2 separate regions of the Capra hircus genome follow, and region 2 is linked to region 1. A link is a contact called in public Hi-C data. All regions are on one chromosome and are shown on one strand. Each heading gives the region's core, a stretch centred on a gene start, on an enhancer-like site or on the middle of the called end of the contact. The rest is flanking DNA. Distances are from core to core; before and after follow the strand shown.

Region 1 (4,307 bases), core at 593-3,092:
CACTGCAATACCAGAAACGAGGTAGACACCAGTATTTCACAGTGCCAGAGTCAGGACTCCACCTTCTAAAAACTTCAGTTGTAAGATAGAAATTTCTAGTTTATAACTCACAAGGATGTTCAAAGCCAAAGGAAGAAGGAAAGTTATCTGTAAAGCTAATCCCCAAACAGGAAGGTCTACATACACCTTAAAGGGGACAAGTCTCAACTAATGGTAGATCAAGCTTTAACCATGTTCAAAAAGCACTGTTTAATTTGGAGACCTAAACATCCTTGATGCAATAATATCACATATGGATCTTCAAGGTAAGGAATCATTCAAAACAAAGAAGATGTTATCTTCCCAGATGTGTTCACTGCAACAGCATTTATAATAACCAAAAAAAAAAAGAAAGAGTAACATTGCTGCCTAAGAACAGAATTTGGGATAATTAAAATATGAGGTACTCAATACACATAACTTAGAAGGCTAGCTATCATATGGAAGGATGCTCACAACGTAATGAAAAGTAGTGACAGCATGATACAAACTTGTTGCATCCTACAAAGGATGTGTCTACCTGCAGACAAACATTAGGTGGGAAGGCACTTCAGTGAAAATACCTGAGATAGGAAATGGCATAATGAGTGATGTTTTCCTCCATTAGGGAGATGTCTATTATCCTATATGATTGCTTTCAAAATAAAAAATATATGTATGTAAACATTATATTACAAGTAATAATCCCTGCTCTCCCAAAGTCACTGAGTTTCTATTCCCTATTTTACAGATAAGAAAACTTAGATGCAGGAGGTTAACTTCTGTAAAAAGTTCCAGAGAGTGACAAGAGCTGGAGTCTGAGCCCAAGACAAGCTGCTTCTAAGCCCACACCTGGACATACTGTCGTAGGTGGTTTCTCTCCCCTCCACATTTCAGTGGGGATGGCAGGCAAGGGGGCTGGAGGAAGGTCCACCATGGCCTGATAAACAGGATCAAATGCACTAACTGGGTACATCACTCCTGCTTTTGACTTTTGGGGATTCCACAGGAGATATTTTTCTGCAACTCCAAGGCTTATAAGAGGAGAAAAAAAGTTGTGGCCAGATAAGGAAGCTGAGGCCCCTCTTCATTTAATGATGATGTAATGAGCAAACACTCTATGTAAAGATCCTTCAGGCACTGGAAATATAAGGCAGAAAAGGCCCCACCCTCATGGTGGGGGTGTTCAAGCAGAAGGAGAAACACAATTAACCAGAAAACAAACAGCACGATTTCAGACTGCCACAGGTCCATGAAGGGAACAGGGTGCAGCCCCAAAGATTCTTGCAGACAAGTGTTCTGGAGAGGCCTCCCTGGGGAGGGGAAGTGTTATCAAAGTGCTGCTCACCTAGTGAGCGGGAGGGGACTGATACATGCAGCTGGCAGAACACCCAGAGCCTAAGCGTCACGGAGACACCAAGAGACCATCACCTGAAGCGCCGACAAGCACCCGTGGCATCAGAACATCATTCATCGGGTCAACACCAAGACTCTAAGCCTCACAAAATGGGCAGAATCATCATTACCCATTTGAGCTGGCATGTGTCCATTTCTACAAATCTGAATTTTGTTTGAAAGTCTTACATACATGAAAAAACATGTAAAAGCAAGTGGAGACAAAGCCAGAGGACACATTAATCCTTCAAACAGGAAAGGTATAGGCAAGACACTTGACTCAATGCTTTTCCTTCACAGAAATCTAGTGACTTGGAGCTGCGGTTCCAACTCTGCTTAATACTCATACAGCCCTTTCACCAGCCTTGTCAGCAACCCCCAAAAGACAACCCTGTGCCAGCACAGTCCAGCTGACCAGAGGTGAGAAGAGGCCTGGGAACATGAGTCATTGACATTCTGTAACTTTCTGGCAACTTGAGCCTCCACATTCCATGCTCAAGAGGACAGCCAGAGCTTAAGGGAACAGGAAGCGGTTCCTGTCCTGAGAAAACAGAAACAAGATCTCTGGGGGCATAACTCCACTAAGACAGAGATAATGTTCTTTAGACAGGAAGGTAGTAAGACTCAGCCACTCAGGTACCAAGGTGGTATTCACTGACTTCCAGAGGGTACACAGTAGTTGGCAAAATGGATCCAAGACAGAGTTAGGATCCTGGTAATGATTCCCAACTCCATACAAACCTCTGTCCCTCCAGGACTCAATTTCCTGATCTATAAATTCAGGATGACTAAATCAGATAATGCCTCCAGTTTTCCCTTTCAGCTCAGAGACTAACATAAAAAGCATTAAGAACACCCACCCCATGGTAGGACTGTCAGGACTAAATGAGATTAGCCGTATCCAGTGCTTGGTAGAGCACCTGGCACATGGAAAGAGCTTGACAGAATTCCGTGCTGACGGTGGTGGCGGCAGCCGGGGTAGCGGCAGTGACGATGAGGTCCAGCATCTAAACCTACCTCCTTCTATCAAAACACCACTCGCTTTCCATGTCCCACACCCCAGGAAGGAAACCCTTCACAGCACCCACCGCCATGTGCGAGATCATATGCTTATTTATACCATTCTGTACAGGGCCTTCCTCCCTGCATGCCACAAGCAAGGCAACTACATCTGCATTTATTCTCCACCAAACAGCAATGTGGAGCACAGTGCCAGGCACGCAGCAGGCTTCCATCGTATCTTATGAATGAACTGCGTGTATGGAACAGAACAGCTAATACCAAATGACCTTATGACAGCATTCTGAGCACTGTATAGGGGTTCGCTGATTTCTTCCTCATAATAACTCTGTAAGGTGAGCACTACCATGATCCCCATTTCTCAGTTTAGGAAAAAGAAGGTCAGTAATCGCCCCATGTTTATATGTGAACAGCACAAATGGGATTTGGACTCGAGCAGCCCCACTCTGAACCACCCTCTCTGACGTCTACTGTAGTTTCACTGGAGAACCCAGCTTTGGCTGTAAGAAGAATCAATTCCCCCAAACTCAGGTATCTAAAATAAGGCCATGGCTAAGCCAAGCCCATAGGATCTTCCCTACCTCCAAAGCACCATATTAGCTCAAGAATGCTCCTCATTCATAGCCTTCACTCCCTGCCACCGCCCCCAGCACTCTAACTTTTGCTTCTTCGAGTAGCAACAGGTTGTTATAGCAACTGAACTGGCACCAGAGTGGGGAGGAGGATGGGTAATTTTAGCATCACACGGGCAGAGTTTGGAAACTTCCACTTGGCCGTTACAGGGAACTTGCTGGCTCTGAGGTATTCCTGAATTTGCTCCCTCAGTGGCCTAGTAGAGGGATTGTTGTTTCTTTGTGTGCTTGTAAATGTACATAATTCTGTGATATACATGAACAGTGTGGTGGTGGGGATGAGGAACAGGTATATTGAAAAAAAGAAAAAAACAAAGGGGGAGGTAAGGGAAATCATCCCCAGTGCCATCACCTTGCTCTTTGACGAGAATGAGAGAGGAGAATGCGTGTGAGGAAAGGCATGTTTTGGCGAGTGGCTCTTTTCTATACGTTTTTTAATGCTTGCGTTTCTCACCATCTATCGCTCTCTGAAAAGTACCTGCTCCTGTCATGACCATCACTGACAGCAGCCCAAAAGGAGCGAGCTCAGACCTCCCCTCCTTCTCCATGGTCACCACGGTAATCCTCAAAGCTGGACCGAGGGAAGAGGCTGGAGTGAGAGGCGTCTGCGCTTGGGAGCTGGAGAAGTGACTGCTGGAAAGATGACTCAATGCATGGGTCTGCTCTGCCTCTGCCTCAAAGCTCTTTAGGATCCTCCAGAGCCACTTCCATATCGGTAGGACTGGGAGGCACAGGCCCCAGGGCCACAGAAGAGAAGGTGCTCATGGGGTCTGCATCAGTGAGAACTCAGGGAGGGGCACTCAGCATTATCCAGCTGTCCCTCAGCCTGTTCAAAGGCCTGGACAAAATCTTAGCAGAATAAGACTTCCTTTAAATTATACATTCCTTAATGTATGATGATACAATACCAATGAGCTCCAATTTTTTCATAAATGAAAACTGTAAAACTGGATGAGAAGTGCTGGAAAACTGGAAGAAAAATCTCAGCTGTGGTCCCTCCTTCAAACTAGGGTCGTCCATCCCTCTGAATAACGGTGACTGACCAGAACGTCTCTTTCACGCCCTAATCATATTCATTTTCAGAAAGCAGATGCACTTAGTTGGGGGTGGGAGAGACCACCCTAGTTACACTTCGATTCTGTTTTTTCCTACCTACAAGCAGGCACCTCTCAAGGCCATTTCACAACAGTAAAATCCACACCGTCTCAACAAGAGGGTGACATTGCCCAAGATCCCCTGCAG
Region 2 (4,277 bases), core at 114-2,613, 190 kb after region 1:
ACCCCTGCTGGACCTGGCCCTGAACTTTTGTGAGTTTAAACAAAACCAGAATGGGGTGGGATAAATAAGACAAGAGCTGTGAGAGGTTAGGGGAAAAGGAAGAGAAAATCAGGGCTAACCCGGCGGGGTCAGTTGCACAGAAAGGAGAAAGGGAGGGGCTGCAGCAGCATTGGGAAAGAATGGAAGCCCAAGGTCAGGAAGGGAACTTGGCGTATAGGGAGCTTCCATGCGGCTTCCCCCTGTAGCCAGAACCGCACCCTTCGGGACTCCCTCGGTCTTTGGTTTTCTGTGGCCATCCTATCTTCTACAGGAAGAGTGGATGCTCCATGAGGACAGACGTCCAACTTAGCACTCCTTTGTATCTCCCAGAGCCAGAGATTCCACAGGTTCATGCACAGTGACAGACCTCAGTATCCTCAGGTGTTCTCAGGCAAGTGACCTGAAGAAGATGTTGGGCATCAAGAAGGTGGGCTCTTAGATTCCACTTCCTGGCAGAAATGTGATGAGATCAGATAGCAAGGTGGTTTTGCCTCCCAGCCAATAACCAGGGAGATGCTTTGGACTGGAGGGCAGTGGTGCTCAAGCTAGACCCTGCAGAGCAATCACCTTGGGGGAGGGGGGGCTGCTTATTAAAAGAAACGGCTGCCCCGCCGCCAAGGCGTCGGATACAGCTATCTGAGATGGGGCCAAGAGTTTGCTTTTCCAACTACTTCCCAGGTAGTTGGACCAAGGATCACACTTTTGAGAAACCTGGCTCTACAGTCCAAGGTTGTGTGGTGTTAGTCGTTAAGTCTCATCTGACTCTTTGCGACCCCATGAACTGTAGCCGGCTCGGCTACTCTGTTCACGGAATTCTCCAGGCGAGGGTACTGGAGTGGGTAGCCACTCCCTTCTCCAGAGCATTTTCCCAACGCAGGGATCAAACTCAGGTCTCCAGCATTGCAGGCAGATTCTTTACTGTCTGAGACACCAGGGAAGCCCAGAGTCCAGGACTGAAGTCTAATTCTGAAGCCACATCATTCAGCTACTTGATGGAAGAAAAGTAACTGCTCCCTGCTCCACTCTTCCCTGCCGAGCAGGTCACTCAGTCTTCCGTTTTCAGGGCCTTCATCCAGACCATAAATGCCTACGACGGTGTGGAGGGTGCCCCCTTGTGGCACAAATGGAAAATTACCTGAACTGAAATTTGCTCACTTTTACCCTTAACAAAGGTTGTTGAACAAATTTAGTTTTTTTTCTGTCAGACAAAAGATCCCTGGAAACTTGAGATGCTCATCATTCACTAGATCTGGTCCATGAGGAAGGGCCAACGGTCCTTTCAGATGGGTGATGAGTTGAATGCTTGGCACAAAGTTGTCTGAGGACAGCAGAAATGATTTATTCTCTTGGCTTTGGGATTTTACAGGGTGAGAAGTATTTTAGGAGAACAGTCCAAACCGGATTACTCACTAAATTCTCTGTTGGAGAAGATGCCTTTGTAACAGACGTTAGAACTGGACAATTTCAAAGCCCTGGAAGCACTATGTGACTAAGAAGGGACCTTAGGATGACTATGAACCATTTCCCCTCTGACTTCCCTGAAATGAGAAAGCTGGCATTATTAACTGTGATCTAGTGTGAAAACACTTCGGCGCCCAACTCTTACCAACAGATTTGGCAAAAGCACAAGTTTCTTGCAGGAATTACAACATCCTTATAGGCTTTGCTGCCACCTGCTGCTCAGGCCTGGGATGTGCAGGAAATGGTAACCAGGAAAATGTCAGCTGAGCAGGCTTCTCAGCCTTTATAGTATATTAGCATCTCAGCATCTGCTGGAGGGCTTGTTAAACCATAGATTTTTGGGCTCCACCTCCAGGGATTCTGATTCAGCAGGACTGAGATGGAGCCTGAGAATCTGCATTTCTAATAACTTCCTGGATGACGATGCTGCTTGCTGGCTGGGAGGCAGGCAACTGGATGGCACTTGTAGTTTCTCTTTACATCATACATACGCTAGAACCTGACCATCAATCAGTGTAAGTTGCAAGCAACCCAAAGCTTCTAATTTAGGGCTTCTCACCTTGGGCCCTACTCATATTCTGACCTGATAATTTTCTGTGTATGTGTTTTGGGGGGTGGGAGCTATTCTGTAAGTTGTAGGATGTTTAGCAACATCCATCCCTGTCCTCTACCCACTAGATGCCAGTAGCACCCCTCTCAGGCATTAGCGCCTGAGAACCACTGCTCTAAAAGGTGGGTAGATTTCCTCTCTCACTTGATAGACTGTGACAGTGTCCCATAGTACTGCCTTTAATACAAGATGCTACTGACCTACAGTAAATTTTCAGTTCTATGGGTTTAACTAACAACAAAAAATAACGGCTTACATTCGTTGACTACCTACTCTAGGCAAGGCACTCTACTAATGCTTTTTAATTACCCTCTTTAACTCCTACAAACACTTTCTTACTAATGAGGAAAATGGAGCTTCCATGGATTAAATAACTTGTCCAAGGTCATGGTTAATACCAGTTAGATCTGGCTGGGACAGGGGAGTGTGTGGCTGAACCAACCAGCACAGTTCCATAGCAGTAGAAAGCAAGTCACAAATAAAAGCCATATATATAATTTTACATTTTATAGAAGTCACAGTAAAACAGAAAAAACAAACTAATTTTCATATCCTCTATGTGAGAATCAGAAGATAAAGAAGGCTGAGCAACAAAGAATTGATGCTTTCAAACTGTGGTGCTGGAGAAGACTCTTGAGAGTTCCTGGACAGCAAGGGATCAAACCAGTCAATCTTAAAGGAAATTAACCCTGAAAATTCACTGGAAGGACTGATGCTGAAGCTGAAGCTCCAACACTTTGGCCAGTTCAGTTCAGTCACTCAGTTGTGTCTGACTGTTTGCAACCCCATGGACTGGAGCACCCCAGGCCTCCCTGTCCATCACTAACTCCCAGAGCTTGCTCACACTCATGTCCATTGAGTTGGTGATGCCATCCAACCATCTCATCCTCTGTTGTCCCCTTCTCCTCCTGCCCTCAATCTTTCCCAGCATCAGTCTTTTCTAATGAGTCAGTTCTTTGCATCAGGTGGCCAAAGTATTGGAGCTTCAGCTTCAGCATCAGTCCTTCCAATGAATATTCAGGACTTATTTCCTTTAGGATTGACTAGTTTGATTTCCTTGCAGTTCAAGGGACTCTCAAGAGTCTTCTCCAACACCACAGTTCAAAAGCATCAATTCTTTGCCACTCAGCTTTCTTGATGGTCTAACTCTCACATCCATACATGACTACTGGAAAAACCATAGCTTTGACTAGACAGACCTTTGTCGGCAAAGTAATGTTTCTGTTTTTTAATATGCTGTCTAGGTTGGTCATAGCTTTTCTTCCAAGGAGCAAGCATCTTTTAATTTCATGGCTGCAGTCACCATCTGCAGTGATTTTGGAACCCAAGAAAAGTCTGTCACGGTTTCCATTGTTTCTCCATCTATTTGCCATGAAGTGATGGGACCAGATTCCAAGATCTTAGTTTTTTGAATGTTGAGTTTTAAACATCTACTTCTAAAAAAAATAAAAAATAAAAAAATTAACATGTACTTCTGCTTTATTGACTACACCAAAGCTTTTGACTGTGTGGATCACAACAAACTGGAAAATTCTTAAAGAGATGGGAATACAAGACCATCTTACGTGCCTCCTGAGAAATCTGTATGCAGGTCAAGAAGCAACAGTTAGAACTGGACATGGAACAATGGACTGGTTCCAAATTGGGAAAGGAGTATGTCAAGGCTGTATACTGTCATCCTGCTTATTTAACTTATATGCAGAGTACATCAAGTGAAATGCCAGGCTGGATGAAACACAAGCTGGAATCAAAATTTCCAGGAGAAATATCAATAACCTCAGATGTGCAGATGACACCACTCTTATGGCAGAAACTGAAGAGGAACTTAAGAGCCTCTTGATGAAAGTGAAAGAGGAGAGTGAAAAGCTGGCTTAAAACTCAACATTCAAAAACTTTGGCCACCTGATGCAAATGTCCGATTCACTGGAAAAGACCCTGATGCAGGGAAAGAGTGAAGGCAGAAGGAGAAGAGGGCAACAGAGGATGAAATGGTTGGATGGCATCACTGATTTAACAGACATGAATGTGGGCAAACCCAGGAGACGGTGAGGGACAGGGAAACGTGGCCTGCTGCAGTCCATGGTGCTGTGAAGAGTCAGACATGACTTGGCGACTAAACACAATCTTCTATTTTGCCCAACATTTATGTCTAAACTGTTACCATTTT

The links. A called contact is a pair of places that touch in the nucleus more often than the background predicts.
Region 2: a contact with region 1 is called in a Hi-C map of blood, with 4 times the contacts expected there. The contact joins two enhancer-like sites. A contact is called at or near these places in 4 of 5 Hi-C or Micro-C datasets (blood and liver).

The regions. Positions count from the first base shown.
Region 1 is chr7:56,575,924-56,580,230 of ARS1.2, forward strand. The region is part of intron 4 of ARHGAP26 (rho GTPase-activating protein 26); the gene reads right to left. Among named protein-coding and RNA genes, the nearest start is that of ARHGAP26, 140 kb to the right of the region's middle. Within about 2 kb of position 1,843, at least 4 of the 5 cell types and tissues checked have an H3K27ac peak or open chromatin away from gene starts, as enhancers often do.
Region 2 is chr7:56,768,993-56,773,269 of ARS1.2, forward strand. No RefSeq gene overlaps it. Among named protein-coding and RNA genes, the nearest start is that of FGF1, 16 kb to the right of the region's middle. Within about 2 kb of position 1,364, at least 3 of the 5 cell types and tissues checked have an H3K27ac peak or open chromatin away from gene starts, as enhancers often do.